Linked DNA regions of Mus musculus: region 1 is linked to region 2. A link is a contact called in public HiChIP or PLAC-seq data. All regions are on one chromosome and are shown on one strand. Each heading gives the region's core, a stretch centred on a gene start, on an enhancer-like site or on the middle of the called end of the contact. The rest is flanking DNA. Distances are from core to core; before and after follow the strand shown. Region 1 has its middle 12 kb from the start of Gm29999. Region 2 holds the start of Npy2r (neuropeptide Y receptor Y2).

What was found. HiChIP or PLAC-seq counts read pairs in DNA pulled down with a chosen protein or histone mark.
Region 1: an H3K27ac HiChIP or PLAC-seq map of neural progenitor cells shows a contact between it and region 2, with 4 times the contacts expected there. The contact joins the enhancer-like site here to the promoter of Npy2r in region 2. A contact is called at or near these places in 8 of 484 Hi-C or Micro-C datasets (cerebral cortex, forebrain, nephron progenitors and 1 more), 2 of 115 datasets of contacts at active chromatin or transcription factors (SST interneurons and neural progenitor cells) and 1 of 9 other capture datasets (embryonic stem cells).

The regions. Positions count from the first base shown.
Region 1 is chr3:82,648,825-82,656,296 of GRCm38.p6, forward strand. No RefSeq gene overlaps it. Among named protein-coding and RNA genes, the nearest start is that of Gm29999, 12 kb to the right of the region's middle. Within about 2 kb of position 3,582, at least 20 of the 459 cell types and tissues checked have an H3K27ac peak or open chromatin away from gene starts, as enhancers often do. A contact at or near this core is called in SST interneurons, forebrain and neural progenitor cells, where this site is marked.
Region 2 is chr3:82,542,662-82,549,543 of GRCm38.p6, forward strand. Npy2r (neuropeptide Y receptor Y2) reads right to left here and starts at 5,424. Exons shown (of 2, transcript NM_008731.3): 1 at 5,176-5,424.

The DNA.
Region 1 (7,472 bases), core at 2,332-4,831, 100 kb after region 2:
CAGTGCCAAGCCTCAGCTGCTCTGCGTGACCCCTTCATGCCTTCAAAACCAGTACCACCTGGGTGACCCTTACACATTACCAAGTCCCACTGCAGCAGGAGTACAACCTTGGCTATCTCTGGAACACAGCCTCTTTGTGCTTTCAGAAAACACTTCCCAGAAGATGTCACCTCAATGATGCTGGTCTCTTCTTAATCACCGCTAATTTCTTAGCTCCAGCTAACCAGCATCAATAGTCCCAGTAATGCAAAGTTTTTGCTTTGGTAGTTCTGGTATCTTGTTAATCACAGCTGATTCTTCAGCCCCAGCTAACCAGAACTACAGAATCCTCACAATCAAGGTAACAATGGCCCTGAAAAGAGTCTTTAATTTTCCCTCTGAAATTTCACAAACCAGACCTCCATCTTCTGCAGTGTTCTCAATATTATCTTCCAAGCTCCTACACAACATCCGACAGAGCTCTTAACAACGGATGGATCTTCAAGCCCAAAGTTCCAAAGTCCTTCCACAGTCCTCCCCAAAACATGGTCAGGTTGTCACAGGAATACCCCACTCTGCTGGTACCAATTTGTCTTAGTCAGGGTTTCTATTCCTGCACAAACATCATGACCAAGAAGCAAGTTGGGGAGGAAAGGGTTTATTTGGCTTACTCTTCCATACTGCTGTTCATCACCAAAGGAAGTCAGGACTGGAACTCAAGCAGGTCAGGGAGCAGGAGCTAATGCAGAGGCCATAGAGGGATGTTCTTTACTGGCTTGCCTCTCTTGGCTTGCTCAGCCTGCTCTCCTATAAAACCAAGACTACCAGCCCAGAGATGGTCCCACCCACAAGGGGCCTTTCCCCCTTGATCACTAATTGAGAAAATGCCTTACAGTTGGATCTCATGGAGGCATTTCCTCAACTGAAGCTCCTTTCTCTGTGGTAACTCCAGCTGTGTCAAGTTGACACAAAACTAGCCAGTACAGGTACTCTCCATGGTAGGGATTTCATGCCTGGTATGGTAAACATAGTCAAAACACAGAGCTAGGGAACCTCTTTGCTTTTTAAGAAACATCACTCATTTAATTTAGTTTAAATTAGAGAATGAAAAGTCATTTTGAAGAAGATGATGTTAAAAACTTTGAATCAAGCCAGTCTTTCTAAGCAAATATTCCCCCACTAGACTGCACCTCTAACCCTGAAAGCAATCTATGGGAATTTGAAACAAGGCCTGTGACAGCAATAAACAGGCAAAGAGTCCAGGGACTCTTTGAGGCCACCCAGTAGCCCAACTCTGTTTCACTGAATTACTGTTTCCATATTTGTTTACTGTACTGGATTTTTATGGGCCTTCACACATGAATGATACAGCCAACTGAGTTAAGGATATTTGCTAGATCCTTTGTCCCATTCCCAAGTTACTAAAGACGGACTACTACTAGTCCAGCCCTGAGCAGCTGAGGGTTTGAAGAGTGTATTAAAGACTCCTGATCAGAAGCTGTAGATATCTCTGAGCAGCAAAGGTTAGTTGTAATGTAAATGACTTCTGGTTACTCCATTTCTACTCAAATGGGGCTTCTTTCTGTCCTGTATTATAGAGAAGTCATAATGTCTGCCTAATACCACAGTTTTATCCTCATCATTGTACAGGAAGCTCATCAGTCACTGAGCTCTCTGCGCTCAGAGACATCATGTCCCTCCTCCTGCTCCCTCCCATTATTGCATATCTGAAGATTGTGGCATTAATAGGGCTCATTTTATACCAGGAAATCAAACTTCCTGAGAATGGCAATAACATAAACAAAGAGAACCTATGTATATATACATTTGTGACATCATGGGCCGCGTGAAAGGGTCCCAGAGCGCCCTCAGATGCACAGTAGACTGCACCTTTTGAAGAGTCAACTTTCATTGTTCAGTTTTTTTCCTCTCAGCTGTTTTCAGAGTAAAATAGATTCTCATGAAAGAAAAGAACCGGGACTAAAAGCAAAGAGTAGCTGCTACGCAGTTAATGGGGGGGGGGGGGGGGACAGGGAGCTGATATATGACATCACATATCAAATTATATCAGTTTTCTCAGACTTTGTTTAATTATGCCTGAGTCTTCACAAAGTAGAGTTGGGAGGTATTATTTCCATATAGATCTTGTGGGATAAGGAAGACTAAGTGTCTCTGATGGCTGTTCTTGGTTGTCAACTTTACTAATCTGTAATTATCTAAACCCCAAGCATCTGGGTACACCTGTGAGAGAGGTTCATGACTGAATCATTTGAAGTGGAAAGACTCACCTAAATCTGGATCTTTTGAGGTGGAAAGGTCCTTCTTAAATGCAGGCCACATGTTTCTGCTGGCAGCCTATATAAAGGACATGACAGAAGAAAATTCTGGCTCTTCGCATGTTGCCTTCACTCTCAGTGGCTGCTGCATTGGTTCACATTGCAATTCTTTGCTGGTCATCATTGAGTTTCACTGATGCTCATCTTCAATGATGATGGTCTGATATGAGTTCACCTTGCTTTCTTCACAGATCTTTACTTGTCTTGACTTTGTAAAGAGAAATGCACCAAAGAACTGGTGATGTTCTAGCAGCTTCTCGCCACTACTATGGACTCTGGCCAATCCTTGGAGCTTTGAGGTTTCTTCTGAATTGAACCATGGCTGCTGATTTGTGTTTGGTGACACTCATGAATTGGACTGCTAATATCCTTACAATGATGATCAGAATGCCCCAAAGAACTACTTCTCAACAGGTCCACTTCTACTAACCTTTCTTCCTCCCCTACCTTTAGTTGATGGGCTATAAGAGAGGTCAAAGCATTTAACAACCTTTATTAAAGTAAGTTTTGAAAAATATAAGCCTACATCCAGCATCATGAATTCAATAACTATTGGATTCATGGACACTGCATGGAGTGAAGGCATTGTCAGAAGTGTCGTCCATGTACTTTAATACATCAATGAACATCTAGAATGCATTCACACAGCAAGTAATATACTTGACTGCTAGAGTTACATGTGGGATACCCAGAGACTCTCAGTAGTGGCTTCATGAGATGTGAAATGATGCAAAGGACACTGTGTGAGGAAGTGGATTCTAGAGCTGGAGACAGATATGATGAATCCTGAGCACATCTCCTTGTGATTCAACATAGGCAAGAATTATACATAGGATCACTGTCTATATGTGCATTTTTCCTCTTTTCATTTCCAAGACTCAAAAATGGTGGTTGATGTACCAAATGTTTACTGATGTTTTCAAAATTAGCATTTCCACAATTTCAGCAAATTTGCATTCAATAATTACAGTACTGCACTCTTTCTAATTGATAACTAGTAAGATTTCATTTTACTGGGAAACAAAGCAGCAAATGGACCATACCCACTTGAATTCTTTTTTTTTCCCTAGATCTGGCTCTTTTAATGAACCTCAAATTGTTCTTTTTTCCGGGCAGCAGTCATGGGTTTCCTGGCAACAGCCATTTGGGTTTCCAGGTATTTTAAAGCTTAGATTCTAAAATTCCTGAAGGAGAGTCCTACACAGCTGCAGGATGCACACAGTGGCTGGTTCACAGGACAGCCTTCTCCCCTACATCAACTGTTTCTACAAAAGCAACTGTGTCTTAGCCTTGCATTTACTTATCTGCATTGCTGAAAACACCCAAGTTGTTTCTGTTTTATGGTAATTTCCAAAAGCAAAAGAACAAATGTGTTGCCAAGGAGATGCTGTAGAGAGGAAAGAGGAGTAAAGATGCCCGTATCTGAGCATCTGGTATGTTCCCTGCTCCCGTTCCCCACCCACAGAAATTTACAGCAGCTTCCCAGAAAGGCTGAGATAGCATGAAGACATTGCTCAGTTATCCATGGTCCTCAGATCAGATTTATGCCAACTCACCTCCATCCAGACACTTGACATATGATTTAAATAATTTCTTTGATGGTATAAAAGACCTACTAGGATGAGGAAGCAGCTGTTACAGCTTCACTGAACACATAGAAGACAATTCCGTTAGTGTCATAGGGAGATGGCAAGGAACATGGGGGAAGCCTTTTGGTTTCCACAAGAGTTATCTGGCAGTGTCTAGAAAAGCATGCTTTAGCAACACTGTGTCCGAGAAGATGACAGAGGTCCTCTACAGCCACCAGACCTCAGTGTCTTCTTATAACTGCTGTTTAACTTCTTTAACAGCTGTTTAAATAATTTGTCTTTGTTCTCCATTATTGAAAACCTGAGATTCCTAGGGACAGCGAAACACACTAGTAATATCTTATTATATAACAAAGGTGAAGAATTTTATTGGGAATCCAATGGATGACAGAGATATAAAAAATAATGAAACCTGTTCTTACAGCTCATGGGAAGGCAGAGTCTTTGTCCAAAGCAGCCCAAAACAGCGTATTCACAGGCAGATGTGAAGACACAATCCAGAAGTAAAACCAATGATCTTGATAAATGACTTGTCTCCAATTTCAGATCAATGACAAGGCACAAGTGACAGACTAGACATAGATTGAGAATAAGGAACACTGCACACAATGACAGCTAGAAGTGTACAGTATCAAAGCTATAGAGTACCTTGGACTTATCATTACATGTGTCAGTGGGCCAGACTTTGACCATACTACTCATTGTCAATCAGGAGTGACATATAAGTGTTTTTATAAATCTAGTCACACATAAAATAATCCTATTTTTGTCTTTTCAAAGTTTCACATTATCAAGTTGGGTTCTGATGGGTCAGGACTATTAGAGACTAAAGCAATTAAAATTGTACACTCCCATGATGCGCCAATTCAGACTTGAGACTGAGTAGACTGAGAAACGGGCGTGTTTTGCTGTTCTGTGCTCATTAGTTATTTTAGGAGCAGCATTGGGAGTCCTTACTTCAATAGCTCAGGGTATTGGCAGCATGCTTGCCACCACTCAGGATTATCTCTACTGCTGTTAAGTGAATTTTCAATAGAAAATTAAGCTTTTCAAAAGAAAAGGCACTGCCTACTTTTAAAGTTGATTGGGCTATCATACACTAGCCTGCCAGCCACTCTGTTTATCCTCCCTGTGATGTGAACACAGCAATTGCATACTATGGACTATTATGGATTCTCATGCCCCTCACAAATCACTCCCCTAAGAGAACTTATGCTGCTAGATTTATAACTGTAGGTAAGGGCCTCAAAGGTACCAGACTGAGTCTTCAAGGACTATTATCTATATTTTTTTAACTTTTCAATTTTTTTAAAAAAATAAAATAAACATACATTTAAAAAAGGTCACAAGATTTTTGAAAGAAATGAACCTTTTAGTGAATGTATACATTAAAGAACTTGTGGATTAGCGGAATGGTTTTGCCCTGAGGCTATTCAAGGTGTTAGGGTGATGGTACTTGAAATGTATGAAACCCTCGTGATTAGTCTCTCATGATCTAAGGAGTGATATAATTATAGGTGTGCTTTAGCCTGAAAAAGAGAAACCACATCAATTCTGAGAAGACTAAGGTCCTTCACTTAGCCACATCAAAATACTTATGCCTGCAAAGGATAGCTAAATGTAAAGATATGTATATTTAATATTGAAATTATATGGCAATGCTAAAAGTTCTGCAAAACTCTGGTTATAGCTTGGTGTGTCCGCGCTTCAGTGTATTCTCCGGTAACCACTGTACCACCAGGGAGAAGATGAGGCTTGTACAGATGTGACTTTTACCAATGAGTTTCAAAGAGCTTTTATAAGCTTGTTCTTTTTCAAATTTCTATGTGACAAATAGTGACTGTTCTTAGTTTAAGGATTAACTGGGATTCTTTGACTATGGTTAATAGGAATGCAATACATATAAGTCATTTGTTTAGTTAATTTGAGACAAAGTCTCATGTAGCTTAGGTTGTTCCTGAACACATTATGTAGACAAGGCTGGCCCTGAACTCCAGATCCTCCTGCCTCCACCTCCTAATTAGGATTACAGGACTTGGGAGTACTGAGCTTAAGTTTGTATTCCATAACGTCATTACATATTTATCCTCTTAAATTATTTTTAGCTCTGTGCTTATGTCAAATGTTCATTGCATAGAATATTCCAAACTGACATCTAATACCCATGTCGAATTTAATCCTTTCTCACCTAAGTAGAATTAGCTGATTTGCCCCTGGGCTTGTTCAGTTCTTACTACATGAGCATCTAACTCATCTATGTGAGTTACTACCAGCTCTTGTGTCTAGATGTAGCTATGTGGCTTTGCCCTTACAGAGTTTCTTGGCTGTTTCCTGAGATTGATACTTTGTATCGTTGAAGAGCATTCCCTTAAGCCTCAGAGATTTAGTCATTGATACTTTGTATCGTTGAAGAGCATTCCCTTAAGCCTCAGAGATTTAGTCATTGGCCTTTTACAGAAGCACATTACATTATTTATGACTTTTCACTTACTGGTCTTTTGGCTAAAATCAGCTGCAGGACCTAACATTTATTTTTTTCATAAAGTATCCACTATGTTTTAGACACAGACAATACTAATCTGAGCAAGACGAGTAAATGGACTAATTTCTCAGAGTTTGTGATGCAGAGGATGGACAAAGACAAGCCTCCATAAACCCTACAACGGAAGAATGTAAAGCCCAGCATGGCAACTGGAAGAGTCCCTTAGTTGCTTCCCATTGCTTTGATAAAATACTCTGCCTCAAACATCTAATGGGAGACAGGCCTGACTTAGCTCATAAGTACAGTTCACAGTCCATGTGGCAGGAAAGACACAATGCGTGCTAGTGCTCAACTTGCCTGCTCTGGTTCATACAGTCCTGGTTCCCCTGATCATGATATGGTCCCACCCACAACCATAAATGTTCCCGCTAGTCAAAGCAGTCTTTCACAGATATTTTTAGAGGTTAGCCTTACTCTATACACTCCCTCAAAAGTGTGGCAATATGGCATCGTAGAGAGTATCAGTTGAATAATATGGCGAGGAAAGAGCTGAGAATGAATGTTTAAAGAGAAATCTGAAGATCTAGAATGAGCTAGCTAGTTCTTTTTATCACTTTCCTGAGCTGCTCTGAAATGTCTGCCCTCAAAGTGTCTCACACATGGCTGCTCACAAAAGGCTTTGAAGAAAAGTTAAAATATTAATCTCATATCAAAATGTCTTTGTGTGATGGATGAGTGTGCGAAGGATTATGAAATGAGCATTTGGCAAAAGATTGAAACCTAAAATAATTGCATTTAAATTCATCTAAATCAAACTTAGTTTAACATGCTATGCTTCATCTTAGTCAAATTTGTATTTAATTAGGTAATTAACATGTCTGATCATTTTGCAACACTTACAGATTGCTGATTATGGCTGATAAATGAGCATTGTACTATGAATATTTAATTTCTTGCTTGTAACAATGAGAAATACACATTTTCATAAGATAATTGATAGTGACAAAGCTCTTTACATCATTTCTTCTCTGTGGTTTATTGCTGGGTTTTGACACACTGTCCTCAGGGCGTTTTCTTTGACACTCA
Region 2 (6,882 bases), core at 4,174-6,673:
ACCATACACTGCTGAATTCCCCTGCCTGTGTGATCTTCTGCACCCAATACATTAAAGCCCTTAAAGCTTAAAAAAGAGATAAGCATTCTAGGTTTCCTTGTTTCCTTGAGCCCTCCTATGTTTACAAGGTCCCTGCCTTTGCAGGGGTGAGTGATGGGGCAGAATTTATGGGAAGAGGCAAACAATGACTGGCCCACACACACTCACAAACATATATACATACAACCCTGTACACACACATATACAATCACACCCACTCACACATACCATACACACACACACACACACACACACACACACACACACACACACAAAACACACCACGAACAGTCACACGCAGAAGGTGGAGAAAGTTGTATTGGTGAGGCTCATTGGTTAGAAAGACCATTCTAGTTGGTGACTTCCAGACCAGTGAGAAGGCCTGTCTCAAAAAACAATGTGGATGGCGCCTGAGGAATGACGACACTGACACTATTGATAATATTCTTCTATAGTTGCAGACAGCAGTCTAGCATAAATGTAGTCAGAGGGGCTTCGCACAGCAACTGTTGGAAGCTGACTCACAGACCTACAACCAAGTATTGAATGTAGCATGGGGAATCCTGAGGAAGGGTGGGGAGGGAGAGGACAGGGAACCAGGGGCTCAATGACAGCTAACCTAGGCTCCTGGGGGGCTCAGAGAGACTAATTGCCACCTAGAGAGCATGGGGCAGACCTAGGCCCTCTGCACTTATGTAACAGCTGTGAGGCTGGGTCTTCATATAAGATTCCTAAAACAGGAACAGGGGCTGTCTTTGACTACATTGCCTGCCTTTGGATCCCTTTCCCATAACTGGACTGCCTTGTGCAGCCTCAGTTGACAAGGATGCACCTAGTCTTGCAGAGGCTAGATATGCCTGAGCTGGTAGATGTCCATGGGAGGCCTCCTCTTTTCTGGGGAGAAGAGATGGATGGGGGATCACGTGAGAGAGGGAGACGGGGAGGAGAGAAGAGGAGGGAGAGGACATTGTGATCCAGATGTAAAGTAAATACATAATTCAGTCAATAAAAATTCTGAGAAAAACTGGGTGATATAAACGATGTAAGAACCAGTTTTCTCTTAGAAATGATGAAGTTTTCAGAAATATTTAGGGAAACTGATGTTAAAGTTTCCTAATATGATATGATGCCATAACATATAAAGGCTAAAAGAAAACAGATCCCCCAACTAGGCTGCCTCTCTTTCTCTCTCTCCCTCCTGTCTCTTATCATCATTGATACTGCACTGGTTTTGTTTGGCTCAGTTTCTAATCATCATTATCCTTAAAGCCATGCATCTTATTTCTAATTTTCCTTCCTCTTCTTTTTCTGCTGCTTTCATTTGTCAGTTCATTAGCCTAACAGGCAAAGCCATGGGCAATTCACCATGGTGGTACTGTATCATTTCCTGGGACACACATTCAACAAGCCTTTGTAAATCTGTATCCTGAAGGGAGACTCCTGCTGGGTGTTAAAACATAAGGCAACGCCTCTTCTAGAGTGCTTAAAATAATATATTTGCTTTGACTATGAATTCCCTGTTAAGTGTATAAAAACACCTAGATTCAATAAACTAGTGATGATACCTAGTGAATACACTCACAAAAGACTTCTGCAGTTAATTCATAAGATCTTTTAATGATGTTTTTAATCAGCCATAAGAGCATCTACTACCATTGGTAGATGAATCACACTTATTGAGCTCACAACCCATGCTGGCTGGCCCCATTGCCCCTGCTCTACTTCCCACCTTTCCTGCCTCTGTCCTATTCTGAACCACTGAGCTGCATAAGACCCTCCCTCACTTTCAGGCTCCCACTTAATCAGGATCCTGGTTGGGTTGAATCAATGCAAGGCACTGGAAGGAGATTACAAAGCAGGAGGCTTGCGGGGAGTTGGCTCAGTGAATAAAGAGCTTGCCCTGCAAGTGGGGAGATATGAAAAGAGCCCATGTACAGCTGGAAGCTTAGTGCACAGCTATAATGCAGCTACTCTGACAGACAGGAGAACTCTCAGAAGCTTATGGGTCAGGCATCCTGGTGGATGTAGAGACCCAGTCTCAAAAAGAATCAAGGTGATGAGTAAAAACCTTGGCCTGAAGTTGTGTCCTCACCCCTGTATGTATGCTATGTCATACCTGCACTTGCACACATGGATGTATGCATACATACATACATATCCTAATAACACATTATATATGCCCTATACACATTCATATATACCTTACACATACATACATACATACATACATACATACATACATGCAAGCATACATACATACATACCCTAAGTACACATCACATATGCCCTACACATACATACATACATACACCACACCTGCACACATACGCACATACACCACACCCATACTAGCACACACTTATACATATGAACATGCATGCACACGTGTACACATAAAGCTACACACATACACACACACACTATACATGTATAAATAAGTTTAAAGAGAAAGCTGCGTGGAGAGAAAGCAAAAGGAAGGAAAAACCAAGGCTTCTCCTTCCTCTCTCTGTACCCTGGGTAGCCTCGGCAGCTCCTCTGTGGCCTTGATTACCACAGGGTAGACCCCTTGTGATGGTTTCCGGTGGATGGAGGTGTTTTGCGGGCCTAGGTTACACTGCCTAACTTTTCTATCTCCCTTAGGTTTAAGGTAGTAACAAGGTGTTATTCTTGTAATCTCAAATTGGCCTAACTTTCAGTCTTCATCCCCCCACCTCTTATATAACCATCTCTGTTCGTGGACTCCTTCGCATCTACAGCCCTGAATGGAATTTTTTGATTCATGATATGCTCAAAACACATCTTAATTTGCTTTCTCACTAAAGTAAACCTCAGCTCCTTACTATGGCACTCAAGGCTTGCCGACATCCCTGCAGACACTCTGTCCTGATTCTCCTTGACATCTCAATACACATCTGCTGCTCTGTCATACTGAATGGCTACCAAGTTGAGAACACCCCAGGCTTCCCCATGTGGTGAACTGAGGACTCTGCCGTTCTTCCGGTCATTCAGAAGGTTCATTCTCCCTTTAATCACTGCCCACAGTGTGACTGTTCCAGTTTACCAACCTAGGACAGCCATCTCTAAAGACCTTTTGTTTAATCTCACAGTGCACCCTCTGGTACAGTAAAGCTACTCAATTATTGGACAAAACCAATACAAAGCTAAAGGAGAATACAATTTTATTAATAACTACTGCCACCTTTTTAATACAAAGTATAATTTCAATTCCCTTCTTGAATAAATGTAAAAACACAAAGGATTCCTTGCCTTGCTATAGCAGCCTCAGGTTTGTTTGCTTGTTCTTAGTCTGGTACTTGCTACTTGCTTCTTCAAGAAGGTTGCCCTAAGACCCTATTAAATCAGTTCCTGATTACAACCTCTGAAATCGCCTGTCAGTATGCTCCACATAGAATTCTTTTTCTCAAATGCTCATATCTCCCCTGCCCCTGCGCTACACACACACACACACACACACACACACACACACACACACACACACTCACACACACACTTCTAGGGGCCTGGGAACTTTCTGTGTGTTTTCCTTTGTTGCTATACTGGTCCATTCTATACAAGTCAACATAGATTTCAAACAGAACGTTCCAGGGATACCAGCCCCACTGCCCATTATGAAAACATGGCATTTGAACCCTGGCCCCTTTGATTGGCTGTCCCATTTTCCCTAAGCTAAGAGACTGACTTCATGGAGCAGTTACTCAGACCATCCACGGCAACCAGAGTTGAGCAGACTTGCAAAAGTTGCACCCACGAGCTGAGTGTAAGCACAGATTTAAGGGCACTGGGAAGAGAAGCGCATTTGATTTATTGACTACTTCCTTTTTTTTCTTTTCAATCACATTTTCTTCCCTCTGAAATCCTTTCGCTGGAGTCTTACAGCTCCTCTGCAGGAATGGCTATCGATCTGCAAGCTATTACCCTGTGAACACTCTGAGCTGCATGCAGGCACAGTACTAGCCCTGGGCTGGGCAAAGCACTACCCAGGACACAGAATGTATCATTCACAACAGCACTTCTGGAAAAGTAGGAGAGTGAAAGAGAACGTGAGGGTAGACACTGCCACGCGTGACACTCCTGAGGCCCCCAGTCAAACCAGAAAGAGGCAAGGGGGAGAGCCTTTCCTTGAAACAAGGCAAAATGAGACATTCAGGTTATTCAAGAAATTCAAAACTCTGAATAGCGCTGTTCTCTTGAACAGGTGCCCCTTGACTGAGTTTATTACAGAAGCAGTCAGTGTAGAAAGGGAAATGATGCTTTTTTCCTTCTGACGCTCTAGGTGCTTTCTTTAATAAGCCAGAAACCTTCTCCTGCTTTAACTACATGCTGAAATCACTGGAATTGCAAGTTATTTCTGAGATAGAGTCACTCCAGGTGGGCAAAGTGTGACATCCCTGTCTAGCCCTCCTTCCAGTATTGTTTTCCCAGGGAAAACCCCCAAGTTCCATGCTACAAACTATAGTTGCCTGCACCTGTTGGATCTCCTGTGAGGGGAGATGCGGTCTTTAACACTGCAACATACAGGGCATTATTGTTTGCCTAAGTAGAGATGGATGGATCATCTGAAAAGTCAGCGAATGCTTCTCTTTCCTGTATTTGTGCTTCCTGTCTTTGACAGTAGTGTAGTCTCTTAAATGACACTGGGATTTTAATGACTAGTCTCTACTAAGAATGACATTTAAATATTACTGCCCCACCACCACCACCACCATGCCACACAACCACAGACTTCTACTAGTAGGTGACCCCATCTTGGGGAAATGAATGGAAGCCTAAATAAATCTCTATTTTTGAACAGCCTTAGAAAACCCTACATGATCTTGCACTTCAGAAAGTGCTTGAGTTTTAAAGAGGGGGCAAAGTCATATCTTACTGTCTCATACTGTAGCGCTCAATCAAGGAACAGTCTATAACCTTCAGCAGAAAAGAAAAAGTCCAGCAAAAGAAGAAAAGCGAAGTGGTACTAGCCCACCTAGTTCCAGTGTTCCACTTAATGCCTGGAGGGGTGGGCGGCTCCCCTTCGGAACACATCCCCATGCCCTCTTACCCCTGACAGGACCCGGGGCTCCTCTAGGGCTGTTCATGATCTCAGAAGGAGAACTGGAGTTTGAACTTACTTACTGTATTGACTCTTGCGCGTTCCTTCTCAGATGAGGAATCCAGGAATTTCAAGCAAGGGATTATCTAAACAGCCAGTCTGGAGACAGTCCTGGGAGGCACCCAAAGCAGGTCCGATTTGGTGTGAGCCAGCAAGTGAGATCAGAAGCAGGAGCGGCAAAGCGGAACAGCTGCAATGCTGTGCCTGCTCGGCTTCTCGGTGGACCTCTAAAGCCACTCGATCAGGGACCCCGCACTGCACAGCTCAGAGCCCCGGGTAGGAGTGGGTGGGGAGGGAGGAGGATCGGAGATAGAAGTGGAGAGAAACGCCGCCCTGGAAGGAAAGGACACAGGTAGGGGAACTGCGGAGCGAGGGAGTGAGGCAGATAAGTTCCCCGTAGTCAGAGACTGGAGATTAGTGTCCTCCAACCTTAGTTGCACGCTATGCAGCGTAGCGCCTCATCGTTCCTCGCCACCACTCCCTGCAGCTGCTATTCACTCCACTTAGGAGTTCACCTAATCTGCAGAGAAAAGTGCAGGGCAGTGGCGAACCCCGATGCAGGGAGGGAGCTGTGGTCCCTGGCTATGTGAACAGCGACAGACACCTCAGGCTTGCGGGTGTGGGCTGGAGAGAGGTTCCACACTTGGGGTGGAGGGGCAGAATCCCACTCTGGGCTAGGAGTTTCCTTGTGTAAAAACCAAGGAGGAGAACGAACTCCTCGCAGAAGCTGGATCCCAAGGACAAACAGCCAGCGCGCCCTGCCACACAGCGCAGGCACAGGAACTGTGGTTAACACGAGTCCAGTGCCTGGGGGACGGGAGCAGCAAAGCCCTTAACAGGTGTCCCTGGAACCCTGCGCCTTCAGATCACAAGCCCAGGTGTCCCAGCGGAACACTGGCAAAACTGTCCCTCGGGAAGAACGTAGAGAACAGCAGTGGGTCGTAAAACAGTCTTTCTTTGTCCAATTAGTTGACTTCAAAATTCTTCGCCTTTAGTTCTTGCACCATTCGAGATTTCGAGAGAGCAGGGAGACCATGCCTCGGGAAATGTTCCTCAGGAGTGAAGCCCGAAGGCTGAAAGAGGACATGCAGGACTTTCAGTCACGCTAGAGGGCTGTTTCAACCTTACCCTGCAAACTCTTCATTCACCAGCAGTCTTTCCAGAGGTTTGCTACAAGTCTCTTTTCCTTCAGATTTTAAAGGGGGCAGTAGAGACTTGAAAGCCAGGAAGCCAGGCTTGTCTTAACCACCGTGTCTCTCAGAGCTGCACAAGTCACCTCGCTGCATTGGATCACTCTTCTTGTTGTTTTCTTTTCTTTCTTTCTTTTTTAATTTATAAAATAAGGATGGCCACATTAGTTCTCAGAATGTCTCTGAAGGATACAAAACAATGATTCGATTTAGATTAGGTGTCTCGAAAAAAAAAAGTTATACTTAACCTATTTTTAAAAGACAAGTACTCCCCCACGTAGTAATAATTACTCCTTTATTGGGAAATGGATTTTCAGTCCCGTGGCCACTGAAAGTCACACACCCTAATTATAGGTCATAAGAAGTATAGAATCTGATATCAATCTTCAATTCATGTGACATCATGCTAAAGAAGCTACCTATAAAACAGTGTTTCGTGGGCCTTTCAATTACCAGTACATAAAAGGCAGCAGGCCTGCGAGAAGCCATGATGTTTTACACACTCTGCTTAAAGTCCTTTTTGTAAGCATTTTTTTGGTT